Regions from separate parts of the Arachis hypogaea genome. Here region 2 is linked to region 1. The links are chromatin contacts, called in public Hi-C maps. All regions are on one chromosome and are shown on one strand. Each heading gives the region's core, a stretch centred on a gene start, on an enhancer-like site or on the middle of the called end of the contact. The rest is flanking DNA. Distances are from core to core; before and after follow the strand shown. Region 1 holds the start of LOC112784371 (protein STICHEL). Region 2 has its middle 13 kb from the start of LOC140183305.

The links. A called contact is a pair of places that touch in the nucleus more often than the background predicts.
Region 2: a contact with region 1 is called in a Hi-C map of leaf, with 3 times the contacts expected there. The contact joins the enhancer-like site here to the promoter of LOC112784371 in region 1. A contact is called at or near these places in 2 of 8 Hi-C or Micro-C datasets (both in leaf).

What each region holds. Positions count from the first base shown.
Region 1 is chr20:132,110,634-132,115,302 of arahy.Tifrunner.gnm2.J5K5, forward strand. It overlaps LOC112784371 (protein STICHEL), which reads right to left and starts at 1,929. Exons shown (of 7, transcript XM_025827549.3): 1 at 1,298-1,929.
Region 2 is chr20:132,225,827-132,230,602 of arahy.Tifrunner.gnm2.J5K5, forward strand. No RefSeq gene overlaps it. Among protein-coding and RNA genes, the nearest start is that of LOC140183305, 13 kb to the left of the region's middle. Within about 2 kb of position 2,410, at least 3 of the 3 cell types and tissues checked have open chromatin away from gene starts, as enhancers often do.

The DNA.
Region 1 (4,669 bases), core at 679-3,178:
TATAACTTACAGTATCATTTTCCTTGAAACCTCAATTCTATTTTTTTATTTACCAGAACAAAGAAAACGAGCATAAATGCGTATGCATATACCTTAGCATACAAAACGGAAACTCAGGATAATTGTAATGATCCAAATCAACCTTATTACCCTGGTTGCTCCAACTGAATTGCCAAAATTTTAGCTTATGTGCAGCTCCTGGAACACCCAGGATATTATTAATTTGACCCTGCATTAGGTGCTATTGAATTATTGAAAAACAATATTTAAATTTATCCTAGATCAAATATAACATGACACTAATAACCCAAACAATTAACAATTTTTAGTTCATGCAATAACCAGGATGTGATTTATATATCTATTTTTTATCCAATTATATGCTAAAATTTTAGCTCATGCAAGGTTTTTCTCATTTACCAGAACCGGGAAAGAAAAAGAGCATAAATACCTATGCATATGCCTTAGCATAAAACGTACAGGTTAAATAAAATAAACCCTTTCATTAATCAGATCACTGAATACGACTTAATTGACAAACATCCTCTTCATCTATCATCATCAAAGGAGGAAACATAAACAAAATCACAAATAAGTGTAATTAAACTTGCAAAGGAAAAATGAGATCAGCAGCATCAAATTGAGATCATGTAAAAATCTTTTAAACTCACCATTCCTTATGCCAGTTATCATCATATTGTAAAACCTTGAAAATAATGTAATCATTTGAACGACAAAATTTTTCAGATATGTTGTATGTGTGTTTTTCCTCCCCTGATCCATTAGCAACTTTTAGTCAACACAGGAATTTCAGATCCAAATTATAGTTCTCTCTTTACAGCTGTAAACTGTATCAAAAAGAAAACTATGAATTTTGCAAAAACTTATAGTTCGCTGCTACATATACCATGCTAATTCCAATTTTAGCAACTAATATTAATTACCATTAATCAGTGCATATTAATCAATTTAGAAAATACGCATGTGTATTAACATTCCTGATCCTTGCATAATTTTATTTATGCCCCGCAACAAGCTACAAGATCCAAAAAGAAGTTCACCATTGGACTAGAGAACAAGGATGCAGCAGTATTCAACTCTTTTTCACAAATCTAAAGAATAGAGATCACGAGGAATTAATTTAGTTTGACAACACTACAATGTGAACATAAATTATATAAAAAAAAGTAGGTGCTTATATCTTGATCTATTCTTTGATGAGTATAACACTCCGGGAATGTGATTAGGAAATGAAAAAGGGAGAAATAAAAAGAAAAACTAAGAGAGAGTAGCTCACCATTGAACGCGTCGGAGAAGAGAAGGACGCCGCGGAGAAGAGGCGGACGCGGCGAAGCAGATGAGAACGCGGCGGAGTGGACGTGGCAGAGCAGAAGTGAGCAACAGGAAGCGAACGAAGCAGATCCGTGCGACGTGGTGGACGGCAGAGCGCGGTGCTAGGGTTTCGTTGAGGAGGTTTGGAAATGGAGTTTAGAGAGAGAGAGAGAGAGAGAGAGAGAGAGAGAGAGAGAGAGAGAGAGAGAGTAATGGAGGGTGAATGATGGAGTTTGCGGCGGTTCTAGGGTTCGGTGAAGGTGAGGTAAACGAGGTGCAGAGGGAGAGAGCGTGGAGAGGGTGTAGGGAGAGGAAGCAGCAGAGGGAGTAGGGAGATGACTGTGTTGTAAAGAAAGTTGAGACTTTAGAGGGAGGATCAGTATTACTACGAGGAAGATGCAACTTCAAATATTAATGCGTGTCATATAGTCCATTCAATAAAAATATTTTGACGATGACAACTCTTTTTCCGTCTTCTTCCTCTTGGTTCTGGTCGTTCTTGTCAAGAAGACCCCCTTGTTAGTGGAAGGTCGCATGTGTTAGGGAATCACATTTAATAAATCGCAAATTTTGGAAATGAGAAACATGGAATGAACTAACAATTTTGGGAAAATATGGAAGATTTGTTGACTAAGCGAAAGAATTTACAATTTTACCAAATATAAAAAGATGATACATATAACATTTTTTCTTATATGTGGAGATAATAAGCTACATAAAAAATAATATTTTTTCCTTCATTAACATAAAACTATAACTCTTTTCTATATCAGTAATTCGCAGTAATTCAGTATATTACAAACGAAATAATCATAAAGAAGACATCATATATTTCTTTTCTCTATACACTCACGGACTCAATTTTTGGTGTTACATAAATTAATTTTTGGACAAATTTTACAGTGCTTATAATTTAGTGTCTAATTTTTACTTAATTTATTTTTTATGATAAAATTTAAATATTTAATAATTATTTATTTTTATATTTTAAAATTAAATATTAATTTTTAATAAGTTAAACAAATATTTTTAAACACTAGGGGTGTGTATGGTCCGACCCGTTCGAATACCTGGTTCGGCTCCGAACACTTTAGGAGATATTTTTGTGTGATTTCACCGGGTTTAGAGTCGGGTAAGGGTCTCAAAAATAGACCCAATCATTATTTCGGGTCGGGTCCGGACTATGGCTCGGGCCATCCGAAGTCGGTCCGATGGTCCGGTCATCATACACAATTAATATTTTATGTTATTAGTGATGGATGATGGCTATTCTTATGTGAAATTTAAGTATTGTAAACTTTAATATTTTGTGTCATTAGTTATTATAAGACTATAAGTTAATATTTTATGTTTAAAATGCATAAGATTTTAGACTAATGCATAATATTGTGTTATTTATATTGATTTAAATATTTGGTGTTATTAGACAATTTAGTATTGATTATGATTATACTTTAATTTTAGAGAAGAGTTGGTTTTTGTTATATTTTTCTAAGTGAATTTTACCATGTCAAATAATAGTTGGAGTTTTAGAAATTTGGATATTTTCACATGCTAGCTTATAAGAAGGTATCAAGAAAATGTAATGTTAACGGCCCGGTTTTCACCCAATTTTTATCCGGTATAATCGGGTTTAAGACTGAGTTCGGATCTAATAAATAGGCCCGGTATATATTTCGGGTTGGATCGAAATCACATCAAACCCGATTCCACCCGACCCATACACACCCCTGTTAAATACCATAACAATTTCCTAACTCTTAACATTCAAAATTGATTTTTGCCCACGTACTTATAACATAAAAGCCTATATATATATAATATGAAACCCAACCCCATATTTATACGATTTTAGTACTCATGAGCCATATAATTTTAATTATTATTTTATATCAAAAATATTAAATATTATTAAAATTTATTATTTTTTATTATTAGTTAATTATCGATATTTAAAAATATAGAATAAAATATATTATTAAATTTTTAAACTAAAAAAATTAGACTAAAAAATTATATTAATCACTAAATAATAGCTAAAAAAATAAATTTTGAGTGCTTTCTAATATTTCTCTTACAAAAATAATTATTTTGTATCTTTTTAAAAAATATGTTACTATTTTTTTCCTAAATATGTAACTTACAATATTCAATCCAAATAAATTATTAAGAATTATAGCAAGAAAAAGCAATATATCATTATTATTACCAAAAATATCTCCAATGTTAATTTTAAGTTCAATCTTATTTTAAATTTATAAAAAATTTAATTATTTTATCAATCCTTATAATTTTATCGAATTTTTAATTAGATTTTTATATTTTTTTTCTTTTTAATTAAATTCTTATACCATATCAGATTTTGTAACTAAGTCCTTATCATAATAAGAACATTGAAATTAACATAATTTTTTATTAAATTATATAGAATATTCTGTCAGATGTTAGGCATATTCATTTCGTTTAACAAAATATTCCATTAATTCTAGTATTTTGTCATGACATGGTCTTAATTACAAAGTATAGGACCTAACTGAAAATTCAATGAAAATATAAGGACTAACAGAAATAATTAAACCTTTATAAAATAACACATTAACAGTTATGAAATTATATGTCATAAATAATAATTAAAAAAAAAGATTTACTATTCCAATACTTGGTCTCAATTCAAATTAGGTTGTGTTTGTTTTTCAGATTCAGATTGTGAAATTGAAACTGAGTATTGTGTTTAGTTGTTAGTGACTAAAACTAAATTTTTTTTTTCAAACATATTGTTATTTAACTTTTCAAATTTTAAATCAATCTTTCCCTTCCCCTCATTTTTGTATTTATTATAAATTAAACATGATATTGAGATATTACTCAGTTTAGTATATTTTATACTAAATATAATATAAAAATTTAATTTAGTTTCTATATCTCAATTTTCTGTGTCTCAGTCTCTGTCTATTAGTCTCAGTCTTCCTTCTAAACGTAACTTTAAAATTCTATGTTATTTTTAATTATTGGGTAAAGTATTTTTTTTATCTTTGAAATTTGCTAAAAATTTTAAAAAAATACTCCTAAGTTTTATTTTGTTTCAATTTTATCCTAAAAATTTTTTATTTGCATCAAATATACCTTTGACGACTAATTTTTCAAAAAAATTAGGACTAATTCAGCAACAATTTTAAAAGAATAATCATCAACACAAGCAAATCAAATATAATTATCATATATTATTATTGGATTAATCTTAATTTTTTTTAAAATTTAGTTGTTAAGAGTATATTTGATGTGAATCAAAATCTTTTAGGATAAAATTAAAATAAAATAAAATTTTGAGATATTTTTT
Region 2 (4,776 bases), core at 1,160-3,659, 120 kb after region 1:
TATTTTGCGTAATTATTTTGAAAAGAAATATTCTTTGGTGTTTATTTATCTAATTTTTTAAATCACAAAAAAAAATCCAAATCACATCGGAAAAACAGTGACGGCGTTGGGCGCGATGCGATGGAGGAGAGAGACGCAACGGAGGGCGCAAGGGTGTGCGGCGTGATGGAGGACAGCGATGAGAGAGAGGAACGATAGTGGCAGAGGATGCGACGCGATGGAGGACGCGTCCACTGTGGCACGATCGCAATAGCATCCTCGCATGATTTCTCCCTACAGCGACGACATGAAGGAACGCACACGCAACTCGCGCGAGAACTCCCTCAAGCTGCGACGCGAGTCGCGCATTGCGGAGACGGAGATGCGGCGGCGGCAAAGGATCTGCGCGACAGAAGGTTGACGCGATGAGAAATTTTGTTTAGAGGAGGTTATTTTGCCTAATCTTAATTATTCAAAATCTGATTTTTAAAAAGGAGAGTGCTAGATAAACAATGACTATTTTGAACAACATAAACAACCACCAATCAAATGAAAATACACTACACCCTAATTTAATGCTACTAATTAAATTTACTCTTTTAATCCTATTAATTTACATTATTTACACATTGTTCAAAAATCTTGTTGGTTACTTATACTTTTCTTTTTAAAAAAGTTAAACTTAATTAATAAAAAAGTTGTTTAAGTTGGTTGGTAAGTGTGTTGACCCTGTATTTTCTCATTACCATACTATTAAGACTCAATATATACTAGTCATTTCAACTTTTTTAGTATCTAGTTTTTTCTACTTAATTGTTTTCCTTTTTCTTTCTGTGTTTTAATGCAAAACAAAAAGAGGGCTAAATTAAACATGCATGTTAAGCCACTACCAGTATTATTTTATTAAATAAAACGATACAATTTCGGTGTGAACATAGATATCGATAGTAAGGTGTAAAGTGTGGTAGGCTGCATCGTGTTAGATGAAATTCGTGATTTTTGGCAGTATTAGACTTCAATTTGGCAAATTAACGTAATTAAGTTCTAAGTAAGAGATCATGCGATTGTGTGAACATGCATGTATCATGTATGGAGCTATATATAGCTAGCAAGCTAGCTAAAGCCTAGAGAGTACGACAATAAAATCTTGTGCAGGTTTAGGTTTCTTAATTAGATTCAATGGTCTCACGAGTCACGAGCAGCATTAGTATCCTTAAACCTTAACATGAAAGGGTAGTGTTGTTGTTTAAATGACGTTTATTTTAATTAAATAATGTTAATGTTGTTGCTTAATGATGTTTATTCATTAATAATAGTAATGGATTTTTTTTTTTGGGAATTTGATATTAGAGAAATTAGAATTAATAATGTTGGGTAATATTTTTTGGTAATTTTTGGGACCAGCACGTTTTTTTCTTGATATTTGTTAATAATATTAGTTTGTTAATAATAATATTTTTTGGATAATTTTAAGAAATATTTATTTTATATATTTAATAATATTATTAGTTAGTATATTAATAATTATATTATTTTAATTATAATATTATGTTTATAATTATATTATGTTTAATAATATTATTAATTATATTTGTTAGTATGATAATAGAAATGATAATTTTTTGGATAATTTTAATAATGATATTAATTAGTGTATGTTGATGAAAATTAGAATTATTTTTTTTTGATGATTTTATTAATTATATTAGTTTGTATGTGAATACAAATTAGAATTTTTTTTTTTGGGGGGTAAATTGTTAATTTTATTTGTAAGTATATGTTGTTGGATAAGCCCCAAAAATGACAATACAATTGGGTTTGTACTTTGTACTTTGTAGTCCATAATAATATATAAAACATTATTTTCTTTTAAACACATATCTTAATATTTTAGAAGTTTAGTACACTGCGGTCTAAAAAAGAATTAGCACGTACTTCGTCGTTTCTCATATAGAAAAATAAAAGAAAGTCTAAAATCCCAAATTGGTCAAGTTAATCTCTGACCCCCCAAAAAAATTGACAAATTGATTCATGTTATTTTAAAATATTAGAAAATTAATATCTAATTTTTTTAAAAAGTCATAAAAATTAGAGTGGTTAATTAAATTGTCTAAAATTTTAAAATAAAAATTGATTTATGTATTTATTCAATTAGAAACTAATTCTTTTAATATTCTTAAAAGGGAAAGGTTGTAGCTACCAAAATTTTCTTTGTAGTTGTACTCTATTTTTTCCACAAAAAAATTGATCTCCTAATCTTCTAAATCAAGTAAGAGACAAATTATCAATTTTTTATAGAAACTAATTTGGATATCACTCAAAAAAAAAAAAAAAAAAACATGCTGGGGATTAAAAATGGGGGCTCCAAAACTATCATCGTAGAAGGCGGTATTAAAAAGTCCAACATCTATTATATAGTCCACTCCAAAATGGTTTCTTTGAAATCAAAGTCGCTGATGTGTAAGCCCACCAAATTCGTCTAGGCCTTATATGGCACACAGTTACTGTTGAGATTAATGTTGGCTTGAAGTCCCAAAAAAAATGAGATTAAATTTGGGTCAGAGAAAAAACAATTAAAGAAAGGATTAAATTTGAATCAACAAAACTAGGGTGGCAACCGGCGGGCAGGGGCGGGTTTTTGCTCTACCCGACCCCGTCCCGCCGTACAACAATTCACATAGAATCCGTCCCGTTTCTATCCACGGTAGTAAAACGTTGAATCCTAACCCGCCCCTGCGGGTACCCGCCCCACCCTATAATTATTAAAATCTAATAAATAAAATTAAATTTCAAAATTTATGTAACCACTAACCACCATCACATATATAACATAAATTAAAGTAAAAATTTAAATATGATATAATATTATTAATCATTTACTAATTATTTTATATATATTACACATAATATATATTAAAATTATATATATTATATATATACCGGAGCGGGTATTACCTAAACCCGACCTGTCCTGCTCCTCTCAAGAACCTGCCCCGCTAAAAACCCGTCTCGGTGCGGGGCAGATAATACCTGCCCCGAGCGGGTAGGGGCAGGGTGGGTACCCGCGGGTTCGGGTGGTGTTGCCATCCCTAAACAAAACCAACTTGGTTAGTTGGGTAGTCAGCTTGCTCGTCCGCTTAGACTAAGTGTTGAGAGTTTAAATTTCACCTTGTGCATGCAGTACCTCATTGGCCAATGACAGATCCTTAAATGGAGCTCAAATCCGCGATAGATTAATCTTTGACTTGTCGAATTTTAGAATACTATGGACAATTAAAACAAAATGATTGATTAGTCATTAGCCTATCAGAATAAAAGATAGAGTAAAAAACTAAAAAAAATTGATTTGATTTAATCACTAATCTACTAAACAAGTGTCAAAAATTCAAAATTAATTGGACAACAACAAACCTTGTCAAATTAGGAGATGATGTAGAAAATTTTTTTCAATCAGAGCTTTGTTATGACCATGGGGCATGCCCCTCACACCCCAAAAGTTTTTATATAAACATTAGTAGTTTGAACACCTGTGATTCGAATTCATACTCATTCAAATTTTAACTAATTATAAAAAATCAATTAAATAAACGATAAACCCAGAAAAACTTTTGCCTCCATGAATACATTTTCTTGTCCCCTTTCTAATTTTCAGTTACTATCGTTAAAGCTTTGTTTTTTTTTTTTACTTAATTTAATATTATTTTATTTTTTATGAATTATGAATTCTTTGATTGGAATTTTCTAGATAGAGGCATTCAAATATTCATTTAATTTTGGCTATTTATATTGATAAAAAATATTGAAAAGTTAAGTTTATATTTCAATTATTAAAAATGTCAAGCTACTTAAGATTTAAAGAGTATTATTTTAAAGTATTTTATAACTTTTATTTGTAAAATTATTCGTTTATTAATATATCAGTGTCATACTTTAAAAGGTAAATTATAAAAATACACTCGGATTATTTTGGTGTTAACAAAAATACTGTCAATTTATATTATCAACAAAAAATATCTTTAAATTATTTAAAAATGACAAAAATACCGTTATTTTCATTAACGTAGTACGGCTCAATTCACAGAGGTATATCTTTGACACGTTTTTAAATTATTTGAGAGTATTTTTGTCGATAACAAAATTCGAAAATATTTTTGTCAACAACAAAATAATTTAAGTGTATTTTTGGTAGTTTTTTCTAATTAAAAAATATTTATATTTATAAATTTCATTTAATATAAATGCTATTGTATACTTTTGTGTTAAAATTTTTTTTGTCCCCACAAAAATTCTGTCTAAGCAGTTATATAAGATTTGACACTGCCAGGGGAAAAAAATGACAACCCTTTTATTAACAATAACACATTTAGGAGCTAACATTAATGTTAAGCTTTCCCTTTTTTCTGGCAACAGGTACATTAAACCTTATATATTAAAATTGGTCGATCAAAGGTAGCTTTTGGAGGACCACACACATTGCTTTTGATGTAATTGACGATTTCTATACATGGAATAGGTTCACAATCAAATTAAAATGACAATTACAATCAAGTTTCTTAGTGGAGTCTTGTATTCAGACATAAAATGAACAATATCCATGCTAAGTGTCCATTGTGGCATTCATTTTTTATTTTTTAAAAACAAAGAGTTCGATATACAATTCTTCCCTCTTTCTAGAAGGAACTGTTCCTTCATTATTTATTTATTAAAAGTTAATATATTTAGGCAAAATCATATTTAGATACATCAATTTTTTTAATAAATTTAAAAAATAAAAGAGATAGATAATTTAAGAATAAG